Regions from separate parts of the Sus scrofa genome. Here all the other regions are linked to region 1. The links are chromatin contacts, called in public Hi-C and HiChIP or PLAC-seq maps. All regions are on one chromosome and are shown on one strand. The core of a region is the stretch at or near the end of the contact, and the rest is flanking DNA. Distances in the headings are between cores, read along the strand shown. Region 1 holds the start of TMED9 (transmembrane emp24 domain-containing protein 9). Region 2 holds the start of GRK6 (G protein-coupled receptor kinase 6). Region 3 holds the start of HNRNPAB (heterogeneous nuclear ribonucleoprotein A/B).

Region 1 (4,050 bases), core at 1,265-3,764:
TAAGCTTTGGCCCTGGATTTAGGAAAACTATTTGGGATAGGGAGCCCATCTGCTGCTTTGACTGTGTCCAATGCTCATTTGGGAGCTTTCCAACAAGATGGGAAAGGAAGGGTCTGGAGAGAAACTGTTCTCTTTCTCTCCACAGCCACAGAAACAGAATGCACCAAGAATTGTCTACATCTCGCCACTCCAGCTCTCAATGTAGAGACCCTGACTTAAAGAACTCAGGGGTGGTGTTCCTGTTGTGGTCAAGCAGAAACAAATCCAACTAGTATCCACGAGGATGTAGGTTCGATCCCTGGCCTTGCTCAGTGGGTTAAGGATCCAGCGTTGCCATGAGCTGTAGTGTAAGTTGCAGACAAAACTCGGATCCAGCGTTGCTGTGGCTTGAGGCATAGGCCAGCAGCTACAGCTCTGATTGGATCCCTACCTTGGGAACCAACATATGATGCTGGTGTGGCCCTAAAAAGAAAAAAGACAAAAAAAAAAAAAAAAAAACCAAAAAACAAAAAACCCAAAAACCCTGCATCCTCACGGAGACTACACCAGATTCTTAACCTGCTGAGCCACAGTGTGAACACCAATAATGAGTCTTTTCTCTTTTCTTCTTAATCCATTTAGCTAAAGATGCATTAATTTGGTTGATCTTTTCAAAGAACCAACTTTTGGTTTCATTGATTTTCTCTATTATTTTTCTATTCCTTAACTTATATACCTCTGCTCTAATCTTTATTATTTCTTTCCTTCTGCTAGCTTTGGGTTTAGTTTGTTTTTCTTTTTCTAATTAAGCTGTAAAATGAGCTTGTTGATTTGAGATCTTTCTTATTTATCGATAAGCATTTATAGCTGTAAAATTTCCCCTTAGCCCTGCTTTCTGTGTCCCATAAATCTGGGTGCATTGTGTTTTGTTATCAGTCATCTCTGAGTATATTCTTAGAAATACCTTGTGATTTCTCCTTGATCCATTGATTGTTTGAGAATGTTGTTTAAAAGAAAAAAAAGTTTGTAATTACAATCATGCAGTCCCTTTTGCTAGACTGTAAGTGCCATGTGGCCAGAGAATGCGTCTGCTTTTGACTCACCAACATATACCTAACACCAAGCATAGGACTTGGCATAAAATATGTGCACAAGTCACAATGATTAAATAAAAAAGTAGTAGCTCTAAACACTCACAAAAAAATGCTGATTCCCACAAATTTGTGAATTTTCCAGTTTTCCTTCTATTGATTTTTAGCTTCATTCTGTTGTTATCAGAGGAGATATTTTGTATGCTATCTTTTAAAATCTAGTAGCTTTAATCTTACTATATGCCTAATATTTTATTTTATAGTAAGGTTTAATCTAAAATATTAGGCATATAGTAAGGTTAAAGGCATTCTGCACTTGGGAAGAATGTGTATTCTGTTGTTGTTAGAATGTTTTAAATATGTCTGTTAGATCTGGTTGGCTTATTGGGTTGTTCAAGCCATCTGTTTCCTTACTTTTTTTTCCTTACTTTTTTTTTTTGTCTATTTTTTTATCCCTTGTTGTAGAAGTTTATTTTTCTCTTCAATTCTGTCAATTTTATTTTACTTTAATTTTTTTTGAGGGGGGTGGGGGCGTACCTGCAGCATATGTAAGTTCCCATGCTAAGAGTTGAATCCGAGCTGCAGTTGCCAGCCTACTCCATAGCCACAGAAATGTCAGATCTGAGCCATGTCTGTGACCTACACTGGGGCTCATGGCAACGCAGGATACTTAACCCACTGAGCAAGGCCAGGGATCATCCTCACGGATACTAGCCGGGTTTGTTACTGATGAGCCACAGTAGGAAATCCTTTTTTTTTTTTTTTTTAAACAGTTTAATATGTGGCTTATGGAAGTTCCTGGGTTAGAGGTCAAATCCGGGCTGCAGCTCCAGGCCTACACCACAGTCAGCAGCACCTGATCTGAGCCGCATCTATGACCTATGCTGCAGCTTGCAGCAACGCTGGATATTTAATCCACTGGATGAGGCCAGGGATTGAACCCACATCCTCACAGAGATCCACTGAGCCACAACAGGAATTCCTATTTATACTTAATAAATTACATTTAAAATAATTACTTACACAAAAGGACTTCTGTCATTTTGCTATTTTTTTTCTATTTCCCTTATAATTTTTTGTCCCTCGTTTCCTGAATTTACTGTCTTTTGCATTACTTCCTGGAGGGAAATGTTTGTATTGTTTCCTTTTGTGTATATTCCTCCCTGCTCCTAATTCGCTCCGTTGACTCAAACTTCGTTAGTTTCATCATCGGTTAAAAAAATAATAATAATAATCATCATCACCAGTAGCCGGGCTGCGACAAGGGTCAGCAGAAAAAAAATTTCAATTCTGCAGCCCCAGCTTACTCCTTTGTAAAAGCTGCGCCCCAATCATGCTCTGCCGCGCCGTGGCCTCGGGGCATCTCGGGACTTGTAGTCCACCCTTCGGAACTCGCTGTTCCGGCAGGCCCCGCGGCGGCAGCGGCGGCAGGGCTACGTGGCGCGGCCCGCTGCGACTGCGCGGGCAGGTGGGGCAAGATGGCTGCGGAGCAGTGCGTGTGGGTTGTCGGGCCCTGTCCCGGAGCCCGGCTGGGTAGGGTCGTCCGGGCCCTCCTGCTGCTGCTGTGCTTTGCGGCCCGAGGAGGTGCACTCTACTTCCACATTGGGGAGACGGAAAAGAAGTGCTTTATTGAGGAGATTCCGGACGAGACCATGGTTATAGGTGCGGGGGAAGGGAGAGAGTTTTCAACAAGACCGCGGTCTTGGGGCGGGTTGTGTGGGAAAGTCACCTCAGTGCCGGGAGCTCCCGGCATCGTCGTGCCCTGGTGGGAGCGGTCCCGACAGCACCTAGCGCTCCTCTGACTGGTCTTGGCCTGCTTTCTTCCAGGAAACTACCGGACTCAGCTGTATGACAAGCAGCGGGAGGAGTACCAGCCGGCCACCCCCGGGCTTGGCATGTTCGTGGAGGTGAAGGACCCAGAAGACAAGGTGAGCTGGCCCCTTAGCCCCGCCGAGCCCTCCACCCTGCACTTGAGCGCAGGCGCTGGTACTTCCTCTCTTGGTTTCCGGATCTGCTAAACTGGTAAAAACAGTTGGTGTTGCGGGAAGATCCTGGGTTTTCACTTGAGAGCAAGCTTGGGCTGCTGTAGTGCTAGCTACTTCTCTCAACTACTTAGTGACCCATGTATGACTCCGCCAAGTTAGTTATCTTCCCCGAGCCATTCTGGTCTGTGAAATGGAAATCCGTGTACTTTATAGATGTGTTGGGTGGATTAATTGTGGTTCTGGAAAGAGTTTTGTCAACTCTAAAGCTAGGGCATATAAACTTTTGGATTTCACAGAAATCCAAAAAGTTTCACACAGCGTTCCAAAAAGAATGAGCAGCTATTAATTTGACAAATAAGGATTAAAAAAAAAAGTTCAGATGTCACTTTTCACTTAAAAAAGTCACACCAAAAGAGTTGAAAGAGTATGAGCTATGAATAAGGGAAAGCCCTTTCCAAGAGTGATCACATGCCAACTTAATGTCAGATTCCTCACCCCTGCTCCAAATAGTTTGAAGACAAGTTTTTGGCAACTGCTGCTAAGCAGCTTTGGACCTTTCAGTATTGTGGGATGCCTGAGGCTCTAGCTGTCAACTTTTGAGGCACTTAAGCACTGTTCAGCCTCATCCTTACCGTAATACTCACTGAAGCCCCTTCTCTCCAGGTCATTCTGGCCCGGCAGTATGGTTCTGAAGGCAGGTTCACCTTCACCTCCCATACGCCTGGTGAGCACCAGATCTGTCTTCACTCCAATTCCACAAAGTTCTCCCTTTTTGCTGGAGGCATGCTGGTAAGTGGACCCACGTGGGACTTATAGCTTTTAGCCTCTATCCCTTGGTGGGAACTAGGGACCAGTGGTACAGGGGGTGTGAGATGACTGTGTCAGGTTTTGTGTCTCCTAATAAGACTGGGTTTCCAGTGAATATTCAGGGAATGGTCACAGAGCTTTTCACATATACTTTGGTCAAAGCATCAGCCAAAGCTTATTTTTGCCTG
Region 2 (4,675 bases), core at 1,090-3,589, 160 kb before region 1:
CCACCTTAATGAACCCTAAATGGGCCTCTGATGCTTCTATGTTAATCACTTGCTTTGGATTTCAAAGACCTGCTTGCAGGCATTGAAAACATGTTCCAGCTACCAGGGACCTTGGAGAATAAGTTCTGCCTCCTCTCTGATTTCCCTAGTGGAAACCAGGGCATGCCTCTGCATTTTATAGGTTTCCTCCCAAAGGGGAGGGGTGCTTAGAAGCTGGGCACCAAAGCAATAGGTGTTTATAAGTCAGCCCAAGCCCCTCTCTCCCAACCCTTCACCCTCACTCCAGCACATCCTCCACAGTGTGGCACAGAATAAGCAAATCTGATGAAGTTAGTCCCTAGTTTAACACACCCTGGACAGCTCCTCACTACCCTCAAAATGAAGTCCAACCTCCTCCTTACCTAGCTTCCAAGGACCTTCCTCATCCAGGCCTCTTCAAGGCCTGAGCCTCATTTCTTGTCCCTCAAGTGCATTCCACCTTGCACCTGAAACTCTACTTCAGTGCTCTGACCAAATGCTTGAGCCCTTACTAACTTCCTCTACAGAATTTTGAATATGAACTTGCATCCAGTGGCTCTTTCCTGCTCCACTCATGTTACCTCTGAAACCTATACATTCTCACTCAACACTTAGATCTCACTTGGACACAGCAGGCTTCACTGGGTGAAGTACCTGCCCTTTGTCCTGCTGGCCACTGGATTTCCCTTTTTCAAGGTACTTATCTTTATTTCCCAAAGTATCCTAAATCCATGCACTTTCTCCATCTCCACTGCCACCTTCTTCCAAGCCGCCGCACTCTGTCTTCTCCCAACTGCTCCCTGTGCTTCCACTCCTGGCCCCTCTAAAAGTCCATTAGCTAGAGTGATCTTTTTAAAGTATAAATCATCCTAAGGCTCCCCATTTTATTTAGGGAAAACAACAAACTCCTCATCATTGATCTACAAAGCCTTCCAGGATCTACCTAGAATCCTTGCTCCTTCATCTCATCTCAGACTATTGGGCCTTGAAACTATACAGGCCTTCTTCCTGTTCCTTGAACATACCAAACTTACTCTAGGCTCAGGGTTTTGCACTTGCTGTTGCCTGTGCTTAAAACTGTTCCCCTAGATTTTTGCGTGGTTGAATCAATTCAAATGTCAACCTGAGATCATTTCTCCTCACTATTTTGTCTTGATGTCTTATTAGCACTTACCACTCCCTCAGACCATCCCACTTATTTGTTTATTTATAGGATTATCATCTTTATCCCTCTCCTAGAAGGTAGGCAGAGAGACTGGCTATCTTACTGGCACTACTGTATTCCCCAGCACCTGGCTCAGGGCCTGGCACAAGGTGCTGTTCTCTGTATTTTTGGATGATGAATGGATAGGGATCTGAGAAGCCTAGTTGAAGCTGGCTCTGCCTTACTAGCAAGTTTGGGCAAGCCTCCATTTCCTGGTGTGTGAAGTGAGGGTGGAGGGAGTAGGATGTTGAGTTAGAAGGTGTTGATCAGCTGTAAAATTTCGGCCTTATTTTCTCCCAACTTTTCTGCCTAGAGCCAGCCACTAGACCTCAGCTCCCCACCTGTACAATGGGTGTGAGCTCGTCCCTACGTCTTGGGGTGGTAGAGCTGCCTTATAAGGCAGCAGAGGCCGAGGGAGGGCGAGGCCCTGTGGGTGGAGAGAAATCACAACATCCGGCTGTGGGGGTAGGGCGGGGGCGCCCGCGGTGGCCCGGACGGAGGCCGAGGAGCAGCTAGGGAGGCCCCCAGCCTTCTCTGGGCCTCTCCCCGCTTCCGATGTGCGCCCTTCAAGATGGGCCGACCCAAAAGTATACGGCCGGATACACGGCCCGAACCTGCAGGAGGCCGGCCGGGAGGAGGCCCAGAACACTAAATGCATCCCCTAAAAACCCTGGAAAAGCCAAGGCGAGTCAAAGGGACCCGGGCCACACCCACAGCTAATAGCCCAATCAGAGTGCAGTGCTAAGGCTGACCGACGCTTCCTTCATCCAATCAAGTACAAGAATTCCAGGGCGTGACCCAGAGGACCCACCTCCGTTGTCCCAGCAGAGGGCTCGTCCCTAATTGGCAGTTCGGTATCCTACGAAGGCCCAGAAATTCGAACATAGAGGCTGAACCCCATCGTAGACCAACTAGGAAGATGTGACGTATTAAGTCCCGCCCCCCTGTTCCTTTGAACGAATCCCTGTCTCTGGGGGCGGGGGATGATGAAGAAGTTGTCTAATGGGAAGACGGCGCGGGGAGCACCCGCCCGGTTATTGGCCAAGTAAAGTAAACAGTGGGCGGGCCGGGGCGGGCCTGGCCGGCGCCGGGGTGGCCCCCGGGAGGGGGCGGAGAGTGAGCGGCGGGCGGCGGCGGCCGGGGAGGCCCGGGAGGCCGCGGCGCGGTCACTGCGAGCCGAGCCGAGCCGCGCCGCGCCGATCGTCATCCGGCCCCGGCTCCCTCGCGCGATCCCGGCCGGCGGCGCGGCCCGGCGGGCCCGGCGGCGCCGCAGCCCATGGAGCTCGAGAACATTGTAGCGAACACGGTGCTACTCAAGGCCCGGGAAGGTGAGGCGATCGGGTGCGGAGAACGCGGTCGCGCGGCCTCCGAGTTCCGCTGGGCGCCCTAGTCGCCCGATCCCCTAGGGCAGCTCTCTCCGCGCCCAGCATTTCGCTCAGACAGGGGCCCTTCCGGCCCATGGTCCTTCTCCGCACCTGCCCCCAGGGAGCCGGAGCCCAGGAAAGGGCGGGGGTCAGGCCGCCGCCCTCACGGCGCGCGCGCGTGCGCGCGTTTGTGTGTGTGTGTGTGTGTGTGTGTGTGTGCGTGCGTGTGTGTATGAGGGGGTGAGGGAAGGAGAGAGGAAGGAAGAGGGAAGGGTGGGACCTCAGTCCTGGAAGCCTCTCCCAGGTGAGAGAGGTAAGAAGATGCCCCAGGAAGGGGCAGCCTTCCCCACGTGCCCCGGGCCCAAACTCCGGCGCCCAGCCTGGATCGGCACAAAGTTAGTGCACGGGTAAAAGGTTTGGAGAATGAATTAACTAAGACTCTGCAGTAGCATAGCCCACCCGAGGCGGGGAAAGCTGGTCACATAGACTACCAGCAAGACGTCCTCTTGCTCAGTGCCTCAGGACACTGGGGACAGAGGGGAATGGGTCACTGTTTTTGCCTTCAGGAAGCCCAGACTAGTGGGGCAGAGGGGCACAGAAATAACTGGAAGCTGAGCTCTGAAGGAAGGGAGCATGCTGGGCTGGTGGGACTGAGTGCAAGGCCTGGCACAGGGAGCTGGCGGGGTGAACCTAGTGTTGCTGAGCTTTTCAGATGTTACCAGGCACCTGCTCTATGAGGATCCTGGGGACACAGAAGGACCAGACTGGCCCCCATTGCCTTGTGGTCAGTCTGCTCCTCACCTGCCATTGACCACCTCAGTAATGTAATCACTGAACACCTACTCTATGTCCTGTCCTATCCAGGGTGCTGGGGACCAGCAGAGAAGACACTTCTTTTCGGAACTCTAGGGCAGGGAGGTCAGGGCAGTTTTTCTACTCTTTGATGGGCTTCCAGGCTGAAAGAGCCATCTGCTTCACCTTTCTGATCTATTTTACAAGTGGGAAACCCAGGCTCGGCTCAGGGACTAGCCCCCAGGATGCAATGAGACGGGTTGACCCAGGCCTACGACATAGGATGTCCCCAGCACAGTCTGTAGGAAAACCAGAGGAACCCCCAACTGGCACAGCATCTGGTGCCCCCTGCCTGCCCATTGCAGGTTGACCCTGGGGAGGTGCTGCCTGGAAATGGGCACAGCAGGCTGGGTCCTCAGTGCCCAGAGCCTTCCTTATCTCCTGTCCTTTATCGAGTCCTGGGGCTAGGCCTTCCTCCCAGCCTCTGGGGGCATCTGCCGATTCTGTTCTGCCTCGTCATCCAGCCAGCCAGGGAGGAGGGGTGGGGAAAGCCTGGCCAGACCTCCCTCCCCAGGGCTGTAGTCAGTTCAGTCCTACTGAGAGCAGTGCTTTGCCTGGCCAGAGAGTGTGGGCACTTTCTGACAGGCCATGGGTGATGCACAGTGGGTTATGGCCAGACTGGGACCCGTGTCTTGGCTGGAATATCTGAACTGGCTCTGCCCCTCCCACCTGGGTAGCTGTAAACAAGTCTCTTCTCTCTGAACTTCAGTAACTCTTTTTGTGAAAGAGTTGGGAATGGGAACTGAAAACTAAAGGAAGCCCCGCTTGTCACTGAGTCCTGAATCCTGGTCCATAGACCAGGTGCATCAGAACCCCTTCGTGAGTTGGGTAACAGCTTGGGCCGGGCTTTTGCCAGCTTCCTAAGTGATCTGAGGCTCCGAGTGTTTTGGGATTGTATGTATTCAGAGAACACCTGAGAGATGCCTTGCACATTTGTGGTGGGAGAGGAGCTTTGGTTGTGGTCCCAGTGAGCTGGATTGGACTCCTCCAGGCTTTGGGACTTTGGACAAATCGATTCATTTGAGGGCCTGTTTTCTCATAAGATTGGGCCGGGTCTGGCGGAGTTGCTGTGAGGATGAAGTGGGGTGGCACTGGGGGTCCCCCTTCCTTTCCCAGGCTCTCAGAGAAACAGGGAGCGGACCGGGCTGGGTGGGGAGGAGCCCCCTTGACTCTGGTGGCAGTTCCAGGACAGGATATTTGCATGTGACTCTTTGCTGCTGCCTTGATGTGGCTGGGA
Region 3 (4,171 bases), core at 477-2,976, 170 kb after region 1:
TCATTGCTCGGGTGGCTGAGTCCATCATAGCCTGTGATCCAAACCCTGGCCCTTATTTCTGTGGGTGGGCAGAGGCTAGGTGGAGGTGGAGGGGAGGAAAGTTTGTTAGGGACTTCTCTGTAAGCCTTACCACCAGATATCAGTAACATGACCAAGGTTTTATGGAGATATATGAATTAGTTATGAAATTTAGGTGGGCTTTGGGATGAACCAGAGGAATTTGCTTATCTAGGGGTGGGTGCCCCAGTTCTAGGTGGTTGATATCTTGGGGGAAATGCAGTGTTGTGTGGCCAAATCCTCAGATTTTCTGAAAATTATTTTTTCCAAAGATAAAATCATCACATTTTACATTCTCAAGGCAACGCCACGGGCTGGATGGATTGCGGAGTGAGCCTCGGGCCAGGGCTCTGGGTTTGTTATCTCATTTATAAATTTGTAATGGTACCACCTTCCATACGGTTGTTAGGAGGTCAAAAGAGGAAATAAAACGCCCAGCCCACCACACTGGGCCTGGCAGCAGGACTCCAGTGGGAAACGTCAGCTACTAGTGTTCTGCTGTTATTTGGTAATCCCCAGGCTTTAGAGGTTTTAATCCTGGTTTATTTGGGGCCTGTCACCCATTTGATTAAAAGGAATCACGGGATAACGTAGGGCTTTCAAGCCCGGTGGTCAACTAGATCAATATTGAGGGGTTTTGTATATCAGAAAAAAGAACTATTTTTCCCTTCCCTCAAACTTCAAGATTTCACGGAAGCGGTTTACTTTTCTTAAAAATAGATTAGAGCAAAAATAAATGAATTAAATGAAAGATTTTAAGTAATCAAAAGTAAAAATGCGATACTAGTCGTGAAAGTGTTGCCAAGGGGATCCTCGTGGTCCCACGGTTTCTCCCGCCGGGACGTGGGGCGGAGCACTAATGGCTACAGACACCTAGCGGACTCCGCCCCCTCCCGGCTTCTAGCCTCCGGGGGAGGCGGCAGAAAGGGCCAGAGATCGTGGCTTTGAAGGCACCAAGGTCAAGGGAGCGGGCGGGCCCCGTCGCAATTTTTCAGAGCCATGCGGAGGGCCTTGGAGGACCGAATGCGCCTAATCTCGGAAGGCTGGATTCCGCCAATTCCAGCCGGGCAACCTTGGTTTCCGAGGCTTCCTCGAGACCAGTTTCCTCTTTTGGGAAATGGAGTGGCCGAGGCGGCCAACTTTGGGATTGGGTACCGGGGACGAGAGACTACGGCCTCAAAGGGCGGAGCGTCAGTCTCCGACCTCTCCGCCTCCGGGCTCGGGCTGCCCGCCCCTAGAGACAGGGCCGTCCGGCCAGCGGACCCCGAGATCCTTAGCAAGGCCTCGGCTCGCGCGGATTCTAAAATGAGGACAAAGCCCGCCCGAATCTAGCGTGCGCGCGGCGCCGCGGCCAACGGGACGCCGGCGCCGGGCTGAGTGACGAGCCGCCGAAGCCAATGAGCATGCGCCTTGTTGCGAGGTGGCCCCGGCTCCGGCATTATAAAGAGCGCCACGAGTCGGCATTGTCAGGCGGCGGCACCGCGCGGGCCCGGGCGAGATTATCCGTCTGAGGATTCTGTTCGGCGTCTCCGGTAGCCGAGGAGAAGGGCGCGCGATCGCGGAGGCTCCGTCGGTAGACGGGGGAGAGGCCCGGCAGCGCGAGTGTGAGCGCGGCCGAGCCCGCGGCGCCTTCTCGGCGGGTGAGGACAAGCGGGCCCCGCGGCGTCATCGGCGGCGAGGTGAGCGGCCGGGCCTGCGGGCGGCGGGCGGGAGTCCGGGCATGAGCCGTGCGGGCCTGACGCGCTGTGTCTGTATGTGGCCGCTTGTTGCAGGAGCCGCGTGCCTCGGCCTAACATGTCGGAAGCGGGTGAAGAGCAGCCCATGGAGACCACGGGCGCCACCGAGAACGGACACGAGGCCGCCCCCGAAGGCGAGTCGCCGGCCGGGACCGGCACCGGCACCGGCACCGGCACCGGCACCAGCACCAGCAGCGGCGCCGCAGCGGGCTCTGGAGGCGGGACCGCGGCGCCCCCGGCCGGCAACCAGAACGGCGCCGAGGGCGACCAGATCAACGCCAGCAAGAACGAAGAGGACGCGGGGTAGGTGCGGCCACGGGCCGACGGGGGCGCCGCCTTTGTTCCGGGGCCGCCTTTTGTTGGAGCCATGCGGCGGGGGGAGGGGCGGGCGGCCGGGGCCTGCTCGCGGCCCGCAAACCAGCAACTCCGCGCCGCCCGCCGCTGCGCGCGCGGGAGTTTGAGGGAGTTTGTTGGGTCGACTTTGGCGCCGCCCTGGGGCCGCTGGCGCGGGGCCGGGGCCGGGCGGCCCGGAAGGGGAGTGCGCTCGGACCCGGGGCCGGCGGGTCGCGGGCTGCCGGGGCTGCGTGGGCGGAGTTGGCGCGCGCCCTGGCCTCCCTCCTCCGCCTCCTGCCGAGGGCGGAGTCACAGCCTGAACGCGGACTCGGCCCGGAAGCCTTGAGTTCCTTGAGAGCCAGTGCTCGGAGGTGGTGGAGAGTGGCAGGGACTGTAGCGTTTTGATACGTGGTTGTTGGGTTGGGTTCCTTCCAGTTGTGGTGCTCAGGGTCTAGCTCTCTGGTCAGGTTGTGCTTCCTTCCCCCACCAGCCCTGGGGGGTGCGGAGTCGTTAGGGTCAAGATTGGGTTTTGAAGGGTAGCAGAGGTTTATTAACCTCCAGAGGTAGAACCTTTGCGGCCTCTTAGGGGTGGACCTTTGCTCAGGTTGGTGGTTTTATTTATAATTACGTCAGTGAAAGCTTTTCTAGGACCAATTCTTCTAAAATCACAGCTTTCTCATAAGGCTTGTTGCCGTGTGTCTTACCCCACCATTTCAGAAAAATGTTCGTTGGTGGCCTGAGCTGGGATACCAGCAAAAAGGACCTAAAGGATTATTTTACCAAATTTGGAGAGGTCGTTGACTGTACAATAAAAATGGATCCCAACACTGGCCGGTCAAGAGGGTTTGGGTTTATCCTCTTCAAAGATGCAGCCAGTGTGGAGAAGGTAAGTTGGGTATTGTATAATCAGGAGTCTCAGTGTATTCTAAGATTATGCCACCATTCTTAGTCTATGACTGGTTTATGTGTTCTGCACATGGTTGAATGCTTGGGGAAAAGGAAGTTTGGAAATTTATGAGTTTGTTATTTGAAGGGGTTAAAAGTAGAGATTAAGCAGAGGAGGGAGTATGGGCTAGAGTGGTCCAGGATGGTTATAGCGGACCATTTCTTATTTTGTGGCTATTCTGGACCCTGCAAATACTTCATTGTGAGGACTAGAAGAGAGTCCACAGTTGCTAGGAGATAGGCATTATTTTAGTCCCATTAAAAGACAAATCTAAATCTCAAGAAGTTTTAGGTAGAAGAGATCACAAAGCTTATTAACAAGAGTGTGAGGATTCTAGCTCTGGCAGCCCAGCTCCGGCATATGGAAGTTCCCAGGCTAGGGGTTGAATTGTAGCCAGCAGCCACAGCAGCGCTGGATCCCCAGCCCACTGAGCGAGGCTAGGCATCAAACCTGCATTCTCATACAATACTAGTCGGGTTTGTCTATTGCTGAGCTATAACAGGAACTCCAGCCTCTGTTTTTTAAAAATGACTGCTGCTTTGCTTCTGGAGGAGGTATGCCTATAACTGGGACTTCCTGGGCAGGAAAGAGGGGTGCACAGCATTGCCAAAGACTTGGGTGTGAGGACAGATTTGTAGGTGTTAAGTAAACCAGGTGTACTTGAACTTTGGAGATTGGCTTGGGAAGTCAGGTTGGGGAGTAGGGTATGGAGGGGATCAAACACGTTTTTGGTACCTGTGTTGGAGTCTTGTGGCTCAGAGAAGAGCCTTGTTCAGGGTCATGCTGCTAAGTCAGAATCCAACTCCCATCTTTCTGTTGGAACAGGTTCTAGACCAGAAGGAGCACAGGCTGGATGGCCGTGTCATTGACCCCAAAAAGGCCATGGCAATGAAGAAAGACCCAGTAAAGAAAATTTTTGTAGGGGGTCTGAATCCTGAAGCCACAGAGGAGAAGATCAGGGAGTACTTTGGCGAATTTGGGGAGGTGAGTGTGCGACCCCTGGAGTGGCCTGCCAGCTGCTTTGAGTTTGCCTTCTTTCTTCCTTGGTAGCACAGCCTTGGCTGGCTGAAGCTTTTTTCCACTATCTTTAGTGTTCACG

What was found. A called contact is a pair of places that touch in the nucleus more often than the background predicts. HiChIP or PLAC-seq counts read pairs in DNA pulled down with a chosen protein or histone mark.
Region 2: a contact with region 1 is called in an H3K27ac HiChIP or PLAC-seq map of alveolar macrophages. The contact joins the promoter of GRK6 here to the promoter of TMED9 in region 1. A contact is called at or near these places in 1 of 5 promoter capture datasets (fetal skeletal muscle) and 1 of 2 datasets of contacts at active chromatin or transcription factors (alveolar macrophages).
Region 3: a contact with region 1 is called in a Hi-C map of alveolar macrophages, with 1.6 times the contacts expected there. The contact joins the promoter of HNRNPAB here to the promoter of TMED9 in region 1. A contact is called at or near these places in 7 of 47 Hi-C or Micro-C datasets (alveolar macrophages, embryonic fibroblasts, epiblast stem cells and 4 more).

The regions. Positions count from the first base shown.
Region 1 is chr2:80,366,898-80,370,947 of Sscrofa11.1, reverse strand. TMED9 (transmembrane emp24 domain-containing protein 9) reads left to right here and starts at 2,514. Exons shown (of 5, transcript XM_003123674.4): 1 at 2,514-2,732; 2 at 2,898-2,998; 3 at 3,719-3,844. The coding sequence starts at 2,549.
Region 2 is chr2:80,524,872-80,529,546 of Sscrofa11.1, reverse strand. GRK6 (G protein-coupled receptor kinase 6) reads left to right here and starts at 2,339. Exons shown (of 17, transcript XR_002341730.1): 1 at 2,339-2,550. It also overlaps a transcript of F12 not described here.
Region 3 is chr2:80,191,481-80,195,651 of Sscrofa11.1, reverse strand. It overlaps HNRNPAB (heterogeneous nuclear ribonucleoprotein A/B), which reads left to right and starts at 1,726. Exons shown (of 7, transcript NM_001112695.1): 1 at 1,726-1,736; 2 at 1,830-2,096; 3 at 2,844-3,012; 4 at 3,898-4,056. The coding sequence starts at 1,852.